Linked DNA regions of Mus musculus: all the other regions are linked to region 1. Evidence: chromatin contacts called from public HiChIP or PLAC-seq and promoter capture Hi-C data. All regions are on one chromosome and are shown on one strand. The core of a region is the stretch at or near the end of the contact, and the rest is flanking DNA. Distances in the headings are between cores, read along the strand shown.

The links. Promoter capture Hi-C pulls out the DNA fragments that hold promoters and counts their contacts. HiChIP or PLAC-seq counts read pairs in DNA pulled down with a chosen protein or histone mark.
Region 2: a contact with region 1 is called in a promoter capture Hi-C map of second pharyngeal arch cranial neural crest, with 3 times the contacts expected there. The contact joins the enhancer-like site here to the promoter of Alg10b in region 1. A contact is called at or near these places in 4 of 39 promoter capture datasets (cranial neural crest, liver and second pharyngeal arch cranial neural crest) and 2 of 115 datasets of contacts at active chromatin or transcription factors (astrocytes and embryonic forebrain).
Region 3: a promoter capture Hi-C map of second pharyngeal arch cranial neural crest shows a contact between it and region 1, with 4 times the contacts expected there. The contact joins the enhancer-like site here to the promoter of Alg10b in region 1. A contact is called at or near these places in 14 of 39 promoter capture datasets (the 3T3-L1 cell line, 3T3-L1-derived adipocytes, the HPC-7 cell line and 10 more), 4 of 484 Hi-C or Micro-C datasets (the C2C12 cell line, embryonic fibroblasts, trophoblast stem cells and 1 more) and 10 of 115 datasets of contacts at active chromatin or transcription factors (VIP interneurons, bone marrow-derived macrophages, embryonic forebrain and 4 more).
Region 4: a contact with region 1 is called in a CTCF HiChIP or PLAC-seq map of the NIH/3T3 cell line, with 7 read pairs. The contact joins the enhancer-like site here to the promoter of Alg10b in region 1. A contact is called at or near these places in 6 of 39 promoter capture datasets (the SN4741 cell line, cranial neural crest, embryonic stem cells and 2 more), 1 of 15 datasets of contacts at CTCF or cohesin (the NIH/3T3 cell line) and 7 of 115 datasets of contacts at active chromatin or transcription factors (craniofacial prominence, embryonic forebrain, embryonic stem cells and 1 more).

The regions. Positions count from the first base shown.
Region 1 is chr15:90,222,896-90,225,595 of GRCm38.p6, reverse strand. Alg10b (asparagine-linked glycosylation 10B (alpha-1,2-glucosyltransferase)) reads right to left here and starts at 1,285. Exons shown (of 3, transcript NM_001033441.3): 1 at 988-1,285. The coding sequence starts at 1,158. Mir7648 (microRNA 7648) reads right to left here and starts at 1,236; the gene lies at 1,184-1,236.
Region 2 is chr15:90,562,954-90,565,653 of GRCm38.p6, reverse strand. The region is part of intron 10 of Cpne8 (copine VIII); the gene reads left to right. Among named protein-coding and RNA genes, the nearest start is that of Cpne8, 120 kb to the left of the region's middle. Within about 2 kb of position 1,378, at least 3 of the 459 cell types and tissues checked have an H3K27ac peak or open chromatin away from gene starts, as enhancers often do. A contact at or near this core is called in second pharyngeal arch cranial neural crest, where this site is marked.
Region 3 is chr15:89,814,911-89,817,610 of GRCm38.p6, reverse strand. The region is part of intron 2 of Syt10 (synaptotagmin X); the gene reads left to right. Among named protein-coding and RNA genes, the nearest start is that of Syt10, 26 kb to the left of the region's middle. Within about 2 kb of position 1,345, at least 17 of the 459 cell types and tissues checked have an H3K27ac peak or open chromatin away from gene starts, as enhancers often do. A contact at or near this core is called in neural tube and second pharyngeal arch cranial neural crest, where this site is marked.
Region 4 is chr15:90,716,491-90,719,190 of GRCm38.p6, reverse strand. No RefSeq gene overlaps it. Among named protein-coding and RNA genes, the nearest start is that of Cpne8, 38 kb to the right of the region's middle. Within about 2 kb of position 1,255, at least 17 of the 459 cell types and tissues checked have an H3K27ac peak or open chromatin away from gene starts, as enhancers often do. A contact at or near this core is called in the NIH/3T3 cell line and the SN4741 cell line, where this site is marked.

The sequences.
Region 1 (2,700 bases), core at 36-2,535:
AAAAAAAGATAAATAAATAAATAATCAAGTTTCATTTGTCCTAATAATGAAGAACTTGGAGAGGATCGTCTATGACATAATTAATAAATCCTGGCAGACTAGACATCTCTTAAGTTTTATTTTTAAGATGTAGTGTGTGTGCCATGCACCTGAGTATACTTATTTGCAACATCTGCATGCAGGTACCCGAGGAAGCCAGAAGGTGGCACTGGATCCTCTGGACCTAGAGTCACAGATGGTTGTGAGCAGCTCACTGTGGTAGAAAGAAGTCTGGTAGCCTTCTCCAGGACAACAGCAAGAGCTCTCAACCACTGAGCTACCACCCCAGCCCCATTTTAAGAACGTTTTGCTCCCTGTCTCAAATCTGTCTGCCATTATTAAGGTGACAACAACCAACAGACAGTAAGTTATTCATTTCTACTTCCTAAGGCTTGCTCTTTAGAAAATGCATATTCTGCGACTAAATTGTCCAGGTCCCAATTTTACAAACTACCAGGCAAACAATAATGAGAACTCTGGTGGATCTTAAGATTCTTTGCACTGTGCATATTTCTGTAGTCAGATATGTATTTTTTTAAATGATGCAATCTGACTAGTTGCCAATTTAATCCAGACAACAGTAAGTTTCTACGACCAAGAATGAAGTTAGAATAAAACTATCAACTTTTGGGGGGCCCTAAGATCCTCCACTCCGCGTTCAAAATACCGGGTGGAAAACCTCATAGGTTAAGCTTTAGGTAGTTTTTAATGCATGTTCAAGGGAGCACCTGCATGTCTCTAGTGCTAGGGCTTAGTTAGACAAATCGGTCAACTGCCAAGAGGAGCTATCATCTTTATGCATTCACCTAACAAATATGCCATAATCTCGAGGCTAGGTACAGTCACTAGGCAGCTCCCTTCACGGTTTAAGTCTGGGAGGGCTGACGGGGAGAGGAAAGGCACAGGTTGGGAGGATCCGTCCCGGGGGCAGGGCCAGCAGAGACCAACCTGCGACAGGGAGAAGCGGCCCTCGCAGTACCGCTGCGCCTGCGGCAGGTGGAAGATCTCGTCCATGTACGGCTCCCGCAGAGCGCGGCTGAAGGCGGAGAAGAGCAGGCAGGACACCAGGAAGGTGCAGCTCAAGGCGGCCGAGAAGTAATAGCCCTCCAGCTGCGCCATGGCGGGCGGGCGGGCGGGCGGGCAGCCGCGTCCCGGGCCCAGCCCTGGGCAGCCCGGAGCGCCGAGCCCGGAACGCGGGCTCAGAGGCCCAGCGCTGCGGGACGAGGGACAGCAGGGAACAGGACGCAACGCAATGGATGCTGGGAGAGCGTCGGACGGAAGCGTGGGGGGGGGGGGGGTCACCGGTTCCGGAGTGGAGCATTTATGCAACGACGGGACGGTTTCTCTGTCAATCACTGCTCGCAGCTCTCAGAGTGGCCAGAGGCTGAGGGAGGGGCGGGTCTGGGCTCGGGCGCGGGAGCTGTTGTAGGTGATGCTGCCGCCGCCGCTAGGCTCTGGAAAAGAAGGGTGTCTTGTGTTGTCTGTTGCTCTCCAGAAGGCGATGAGTGGTCCCAGCTTTCTAACCTCCAAGCTCCCAAACTGCATTCGTTTGCGGTTATCCCTGTTCTCCATTGCCAGTGAGATGAGACGCTAAAACCATCATTACAATGCTTTTCCTCTCATCGTCTCTGGCTGATAATGAAGGTTGATGCTTTTTAGATGGAAACATACAACCAGCCCTTCGCTTCAGGGCGACTTTCCCTTTTGAAGAATCTATTCGTTTACAGGGCAATATTTTCCTGGTGCCTGGTGAGGAGTTGGGGCATTTGTAGGTGAGGAACACTCCTCCGTGAATATAATTTTAGTTGCTATTGCCGTGAGTGGTGGCTCACACTTGTACTGGCCCCATTTGAGAGGCTGAGGCAGGAGGATTGTTCCCAGTTCTAGATCAGCCTGGGACACTGTAAATGTCGTCCTTAAAAATAGGTAATAAATAGTCATTAATATCTGTCTCTGTTGGAGTACGTTTCCCTTATGCATCTTAATGTGTGGTGCGATGGAGTATTTATGTGTGTAGTCTCAAAAAGTGCTCACATGTATGAAGTTGAGGGCTACGGAGACTTCAGATAACCCCTTTATTGTGAGATTGGAATTGAGACTGACGGTGGAAGATATTTGAAGAAAGCTGAAGACAAAGTATGTTTTCAGCATGGTTGGTGATGCTTTGTAGGAAAAGCTTCTGGAAAATTCGGGTTGATTTTGCCAGCAGCACATCATATAGCAGCTGAGATTGCTTTTAAATTGTCAACCTTGGAATCAAAAGAAACTGGGTATTCTACTAGTTCTCCTCGACTATTAGAAATAACCAGAATTAAATTACGTTAGGATTCATGATGACGTTTCTTAACTCCCTCCACCCTTTACATCCTCTTTGATTACAGAGAACACGTTACACTTACCAATTTGAGACCATTCCCAGATAATTTAGTCTACAATTGACCTCAGGCCCAGTGGGCTTGCTCAATCATGGCCAGTGCATACCATAGAAGCTTCTGGCCCTTGCTAGATATGATGGATAAAGGGAAGAGCACAAGGCTGCCTTCCTATGCTAGACATTCTCGTCAGAATAATTGCCACTAAGAACTTGGTTGGACATCCAACTCCTTTTATATGTGCTCCCTACTCTCCTTAGTTAACTGAAACGTTTCAAAATTTAAAAAT
Region 2 (2,700 bases), core at 129-2,628, 340 kb before region 1:
ACTTGAGAACTCTCTGTCTGTATTACTTTGTGTGGATATTTACCATGCAAGACTATTAGTGCATATAGTATAGAGTAGCAGTTCTAAACTTGTGGGTCATGGCCTTTTGGAGGCTGAACCACCCATTCACAGGGGTCACCTTGGACCATCAGGAAACACAGATATTTACATTATGATCAATGAAAGTAGCAAAATTACAGTTATGACATATCAATGAAGATAACTTTATGGATGGGGGTCACCGCAGCATGAGGAACTATATTAAATGATTGCAGCACTAAGAAGGTTGAGAAGTAATATTTCAATTGAAAATTTAAGTGGAAGTCAGGCAATTGTGGTACACATGTTTAATACCAGCAATCAGGAAGCAGAGGCAGATGGATCTCCTGGTTCAAGACCAGCCTGGTCTACATAATAAGTTACAGGAGAGCCAGGGCTACATAAGGAAACCCTGTTTCAAAAAATAATAATAATAATAAATAAGTGGAAGATTCCTCACAACCACATGGTTGACTCGTAAGGGAGCTTCAGTTGACTGCAGTCATAATAATGTCACAAGAATGGGTACTTCATGCAGTCATGTGACGTGGGATTTCTTCCTGTGAGAAAAGCCTCGTGGGTATGAAGTCTATGTAACAATATTGTAATACTGCTCAGCAGTTACTAGTTCATAGTGAATGCCCTGTCTTGTACCAGTTTAGAATAGAAGAAATATAGTTACCTGGGCTTTTTATTCAAGCACAGTGACAACGGCCTGAGAGGAAAATGGCCTTATGTTACCTCCTTATGAGGACTCACTCAATTCAGATGTCTTCAATTTTTAACAAGTTAAACCACCCCAGTGTAGAGCTTCGTTTAGTCTCCTAACTGTCATGTCTTTAAGGGATGTGGAAGAATATTTAAACTTCGTTTTAAAAAGTGAAAGTTAACACACTAAGGAACAGACTTGTCTGGGTCATAAAACCATCAATGGTGACATCCTGGAAAAGGTTGAATTTCTTAGAAGTAACCTCAGCTGAACTTGGTTTGATTTAAAATTGGGGCTCAGTAATGGGATAGTTCTGCATAAAATCTGCAAGGCTGTAATGTGTGACTGATTGCACTAGGTGACTAAGTAGGCAGTGGCTTTCACAGCATGGTGATTTGATGACAAGACTGAGCCATCGAAATGCCAGTCACTACACCCCAGCTTCAGACTGCTAAACAGGGGACGATAAATGACATTATGACCACTGCATGCTATCCAACATTCTCATGTGCTTCTTATAAGTAAGTGCAAACTTTATTTTTCTATGAAATGCTACACAGATGCAAGGTCTACTAGTCTGTTCCCTTTGGTGAGTTTTGTAAGCCTGTTGAAGGTTGTGGCTCTGGGATTCTCTGTGATCTTAAGCCCAGGGCTTAAGAATTTTCCTGTGCTTACCGTGAGATGTGAGACCCCGTTTAGATCATATTTTAAACCATTCATGACTTCCTCATCTGTTTTCAATTTCCTCGCTCACTGTCTCTAATCTTTCCCTAAAATTAGCCCACTATTTGCTTGCAGTTAATCCTACTGCCCTGTGTATGCAGCTTGGAGATTTTTATTTTAATGTTGATAAATGGAATTTTACAAACAATGTTATTCAGGCTAATCTATTTTTTTTATTCTATCTACTTAATCCTCCCCCCCCCCATAGGAGCATGTGACTTTCAGTCCCCTGACCTTTTAATTTGCAATTATGATGTTCAAGATGGGCTTTTTTAATTATGTGTGCATTAGATCCTTAATCAATTTTTAATTCTTGATCATCTTCACTTATTTGAATGAGTTAAGAAAAAAATCTGTTCAATTAAGTTTGGAATAAATTGCCATGTGCATGTTAAACAGTTGACCTGTTATAGTGACTGAACTGTGGGCTCCAATATTTATGTAAAATGTTTTAATTATATTTAATTTGCTTTAAAGTCTTTCTGTCTACCTTGAAAGATTTCAGGATTTTTAGGTTTTAATAAAAATTCTCAGAAATGTAGGTATTTCCTATGGGTGCTCTTCTAAGATAGGTCAGCAAATTCTTTATCTATTTTCAACTACACAATGCCCTGGTCTATACCCTGACTTGCCAGAAGTTTTATAGTGTCTTCCCCACCTGGGAGGGTATGCTCTGCTAATGCATAGGTTTTCTGTCCAGGCCCTGTAGAAATGTCATTAACCACAGGAAAGTGTTTTAGACACCTGGATTCACCCAATTCTTCGTTTATTAGCATACTTAATGAATTCTTTCTGCTGGGTCTTCTGTGCTAAAGGCAATCTCTCTGGGTTTAGGTGAGCATTTTATCTTACTGCTCACACAGTACTTGAAAGTCAGGTGCCTCCGAGGGCTTTTGCCCAATGGTTGTATCAGGTGCACAGCTGAAAGGAACATCTGTAAGCAGCTGATATCTTCCTTGTGAGCATCCAGCCATCTCGGATGTTTGCTCATCTCTTCATTCTCTCCATCACTTGAAGTATGAAATTATCTCAAATGACTTTAGTATGTTAGAGTCTTATCTCCATGGAAACTTAAGCTATAATTAATTTGGCCATCACCTACTTCCTCATTCAGGAATTCTGTAAACATTTCTCTTTTGACTTCCTTGACCCACTCATTAGTCTGTAGTGTGCCCTTTAATCTCTGAATTTATGTCATTTCTAGAGACTCTTCTGTTGTGGGTGTCAAG
Region 3 (2,700 bases), core at 96-2,595, 410 kb after region 1:
TGTGTGCTTTATATTGTGAAATTAGCATTAATATGAGATCATAGGGTTGAACAAGAGAGGAATGTTTACCATAGAATGCAGATGTATCTGTGTGCCAGGTCGACAAGGAGTCAAATGTCATGTTTGCTTTTTGGTAAACTTGAAACAAATTAGAGTTATCTTGGAAGAGGAACTTCAATCCCTCAAATGCCTCCATCCAGACTACCTGCAGCAAGCCTAAGGAATTTTCTTGATTAGTGATCAGAGTGGTAGGGTCCAGCTTTCTGGGGGATGCATTTCCTGAGAAGATGATCCTGGGTTGTATTAAAAAGTAAACTAAGCAATCCATTAGAAGCAAGCCAGTAAACAGCATCCCACCATGGTTTCTGTTCCATTCCTCCCTCCAAGTTCCTGCATCAAATTCCTGCCCTGGATTACCTCAGGAACAGAGTGTTCCTGAGAAGCTAAGTTGAAACAAACCCCTTTCTTCCCATATTTTATCACAATAGCGGACAACAGCCAATCCCTTTGTGCTGTAACATACCGCCACCTGTTGCTAAGTCTTGTTATCCTTCATAACAAATGCTCCTTTCCAATTCTACATCACTAATTCTGTCTACATGATGATAAGTGTTCAGACTGTCTCAATGGAACATAGAAAAATGGGAGATATTGATCAGACATGTGCTCAAAGTTGGAGCTGTGGAATAGTTTCCAGTTAATAATGAGACAAGCGTCGAACTGTTTGCATATTGGTGATTAAGATACAAAACATCCCTTCAGGAGAGTAGTCCATTGAATTTAGAGAATAGACTTTGAGGAGAAACATGTATATAGTGGCATTTAGAATGAGACTTCCAAAGTGTTAAGGAACCAGGAGACTAATACAGAGTTTCCAGGGAATGATTTGACTATCAACACAGAGTTAATAACAGAAGATTACCATGAAGAAGTGCTTAGCTGACAAGTCACTGAGGTGGCATTTATTTCTGAACTGTGGTAATGTTCTTGCAGACAAGAACAATGGAATATTCCAGGCCAAGACACAATAGAATAAGACATGGGGAGAAAGTATCAGCGACCACATGAGAAGTCTGGGACAGGTTTCTTTCAAGCAGTAAAGTGTAGAGGACATCTGTACACTTGGTGAGTTATGCAGTTAGCCTCTTTGTAAGACAACCGGGGTCCAGTTGTAGTCCTCTAAGGCCTTGCACTTCTCCCAGAGCACTTGCACGGGTCTCCAGAAGTCTGAATGGTAAAAGATGCAGTGGTTCGAATTTTCAGTGTTTGAACACTCGCTCATCAGTCGTTCCGAGAGAAACGGGGGAAGGGGGAGAAGCTGTGTGTTGTCATGGTGACAGTTCAACATTGTAGCCATGAATGCTTTTGTTAACCAACTCGCTGACTGACTTGGAATGTGCACCGTTTACCCTGTAATTAGGGCACTGCTCCTTGAATAAAAAAGTAACACTACAGTTTTTAACTCCTTTAGAAGGGGTTCGGTAGAAGTGAGTCCTATTAGACACTTCACAACCATACACTTCACGTTCCGAGGCACAAAGAAGATGTGTCTAAGTTTGGAGAGAAAGAAATAGGATTAAAATATTATATTTGAAAGTCTTTGAAAATATAAAATAAGCTTAGGACGTTCAATAATTAACTTCTTTCGGGTTCTGTTCATATGGATCAAAATTGTTGGCCAAGTGAAGTGATTTTAATAAAAATATCCATTCTTGCTGAATGAACTCTCTCAAGAAGCTAAGGCTTGCCCCATTATGTAGTGATTAGCTCTCGGCTTGCAAATTAGATTATATTGGGCCACTTTAATGCCTCAGAACAGCAATGGCGCCTATGGGAAATATTTCCTCCTATTTTATAAATTATTACTGACCTTATTCTGAATATAGTTTAGGCTGCTGGGTCTTTTACTTTGGAATAGGTTTAGGGTCAATATTCATTACATTGTATGTCTAATAAATTATAATAGGATGGGTCTAAGAAGACAGATTGCTTCAAGATTTACAGTCTTGAAGTTTTAGGGAAGAATTGTGTGTGTGTGTGTGTGTGTGTGTGTGTGTGTGTGTGTGTGTGTGTGTTATTTTCAGTTACAGAATCTGAAATGGTGAGTTTTAAATTAACTGTAGTTTTAACTAGTAGCTATTTTTATCAGACCTAAGATGTCTAGTATATTTCTTTCTATAAAACTAATTTTTGAATTATGGTCAAAATTTGATTTAGTCATTATTATTATATAATATAGCACAAATTATTACAATATTTTGTTGCTGTTTTCAATATATATGCATATGTATATGATAGACATTACAAAATAATCCTTTAACAAAATACTTAGATATTTTTATGGAATAGTTATAATTTGGCTTACAAATTCAACCTTCTTATTCCACTTCTGATTTAGATAGCTATATAAAAAAAGTGGGGAGGAACCCTCCAAAAATACACCTTAAGATATTGCAACTAAGTAAGCTTTGAAGTTTAGTATATATAAGTAGGTTACGTACAATGTTTAAGTAAAATGTTATATAAAGCATATATGAATATTTCAAGTAATTTCATGGTTACTTAATACAACACATTGTTTAGTGCCGTTAGAGATTTTAGGAGGGGGAGTGGCTCTGGCATCAACAGGGATGATCAAATGATGGATTTGCTTGAGTTTGGGAGGAGGATGGTAGGTCACGTTGAGAATCTTGTTTCTTA
Region 4 (2,700 bases), core at 6-2,505, 490 kb before region 1:
ATGGCTATTCCTAACAACAGGAAGAACAAATGAATTTGACTGGTCGGGCAAATCTCTTACATTCAGTATCTAATCTCTGAGTTCTGATTGATAAAAATCATAACAGAAACTCGGCTTAGGTGCTTGCAGGTTTTGTGGTTATTAACCATGCTTCAGCCCCTGGAGGCTGCCAGAAGAAAGCAGGCTCTGAGTCATTGTCTACCAGCCCTGATGGATCAGTGACTCCACTTATGTGGTGGAAATAACAAAAGATTTTGCTGTTTCATGAGCCTACTGGTGTATTCTCTCTCCTTCCTCACAGCATACAATAGTATAACACTCCCAAGTCTGACCATCCAGACAAACTATTGACTACAGCCTATAAATCAGGATAAACTGAACATCTGTCCATTTTTTCCTCTAAGAAAAACATGCAACCATGTTTAAGTTCTACCCACTCTGAAGATTTTCCTTCATTAGTGTCCTTCATGGCTGTTCCAGAAAGGGACCAATGCAGGTGTTAACTTATGAATGATGCCTACATAACTCACAGAACCATCTGTAAACCAGTCCTTACCCTTCTCTTTCTCAGTGACTCAATCATAGGGCACACCGCAGAAGGCCTTATTTGGATTTGGCACCAGGGGGATAGAAGACGTTGTAGCAAGAATAGGATTCATAAACATTGGGGCAACGTCTTTGTGTAACTGGCTTGTGTCTTCGGGACCTTTTGTGGCTTGGTCACTTTAGATACCACTTCTATTTGATAATGGAATGCTGCTATGTCCAACTGTATGACTTGATGGTCCAGATGCATCCAGCTCACGATGGGCACTTCAAGTCACATATTAGCCTGACATCCCATTGTTAAGTGCTTAACTTCCACTAAGTACAATAGCAGGCCAGAAGCTGTTCATCAAAATATTATTGCTTGCAGGTGATGCCAGGTCTTAGTTCTAAATCCCAAGGGCCTAATTGACAGAGCAACCTGTATTCTGACTTGTTTTCTGAGTCATTTGCTATATAGGCTAAAGAAAATCATGCAACTAAGAAGTTTTCTGCCTCCAGACTCCAAACAGGCACATGTTTTGTACATTTTTTTTTCTTGGTAATAGGAAGCCAAGAAAGCTCTGAATGAATAATGTAAATAGTTGATAAAAATCTGAATGAATACGTAAATAGTTGATAAAGTCCTGAGCGAATGTGTAGTGTTTGACATGGGCACAGCCATGCCAAGAATCTGTGACTCAGACCCATAGCAACTCGTAAAGCCGTTTGTGATGCTTTGAATATGCTTGGCTGAGGGAGAGACACTATTTGGAGGTGTGGCCTTGTTAGAGTAAATGTGACCTTGTTGAAGTAGGTGTGTCACTGTGGGTGTGGACTTTAGTACCCTAGTCCTAGCTGTCTGGAAGTCAGTCTTCCACTGGTAGCCAGATGCAGATGTAGAACTCTCAGCTCTGCCTGCACCATGCCTGCCTGGATGCTGCCATGCTCCCACCTTGAAGATAATGGACTGAACCTCTGAACCTGTAAGGCAGCGCCAATTAAATGTTGTCCTTTATAAGAGTTGCCTTAGTCATGGTGCCTGTTCACAGCAGTGGAAACCCTAACTAAGGTACCTTTTCTATACGGTTCAGGCTTGGAAGTGGCAAAACCCTTCATCTTCTGAGGTGTGAATGTTAACGGTGTGGACAAGTATGAGTGTTTATGAAGGACTGACCAGTGTGCAGAAGCTAGCAACTATGTCTTCCTTCCCTGAGATGTTTATAGGCTGAAACTGCTGAGGTCTCAGATTGTTATATAGTTTGTAAAACACACAATACCACCACCAGCACCACCACCTGACCCAGATTTTTGTATTTGTGTCTGTCTGTTTGTCTGTCTGTCTGTTCTTCCTTCACTTCCTCACCACTTGCGATCAGCTTAAGACCTAGTTGTGCTAGACATGGCAGGAGAGGTCAAGTGTAAGAACCTACCTTTCTCCTCAGCAGGACGATCTTCCATGCCTCACCCTACTTAGACTCCCGGAGATTTCAGTGAGGTAGGAGGTCCTTGGCAATTCAGTTGGCTTTGTTTCCTATCCTCTAACGTGCACAGGCTTTATCACCAAGTCCAACATGGTTGCTACCTCCTGCTTCTTTGGCCCAGTCAGCAAAATGTCATCAGCATGGTTGCCCTGTGTGATAGCTTGCGGACGAGGCAAAGATCAAGACCTAGAATAGTCCCAGTAAGTTATGTGGCCCAGGGCAGGGGAATTTAGATACTGTAAAGCTATCCTGCTGACCTTGCCGACTGAAAGCGTAGACATTTCTTCTGGTGGTTTTCATGCACAGGTATAGAGCGAGACATCTGGCAGATCAGTATCTGAATACCAGGTACCAGGAGACGTGTTAATCTGCTTCAGTAAGGAAACCACATCTGTCACACAGCTGCAACTGGAGGCACTGCTTTTTAAAGCTTGTGATAGTCAACTGTCATTCTTCCCCATGGCCCAAACAGGAATGTTAAAAAAGACACGTGTTGGGATCCACCACCCCTATATTTAAGTCTCTAATTCCATAATGGAGTCACTGGGTGTCAAAAAGAAGCCATGTCTACTCAAAGGAATACTGATTCTTATTCACAAATAGATGGGCTCTTATGGGATTCTAATGACATTCTTTACATATACCACATAATAATGGTCTAAGAAGTGTCCCAAAGAATCAGTTGGAAATG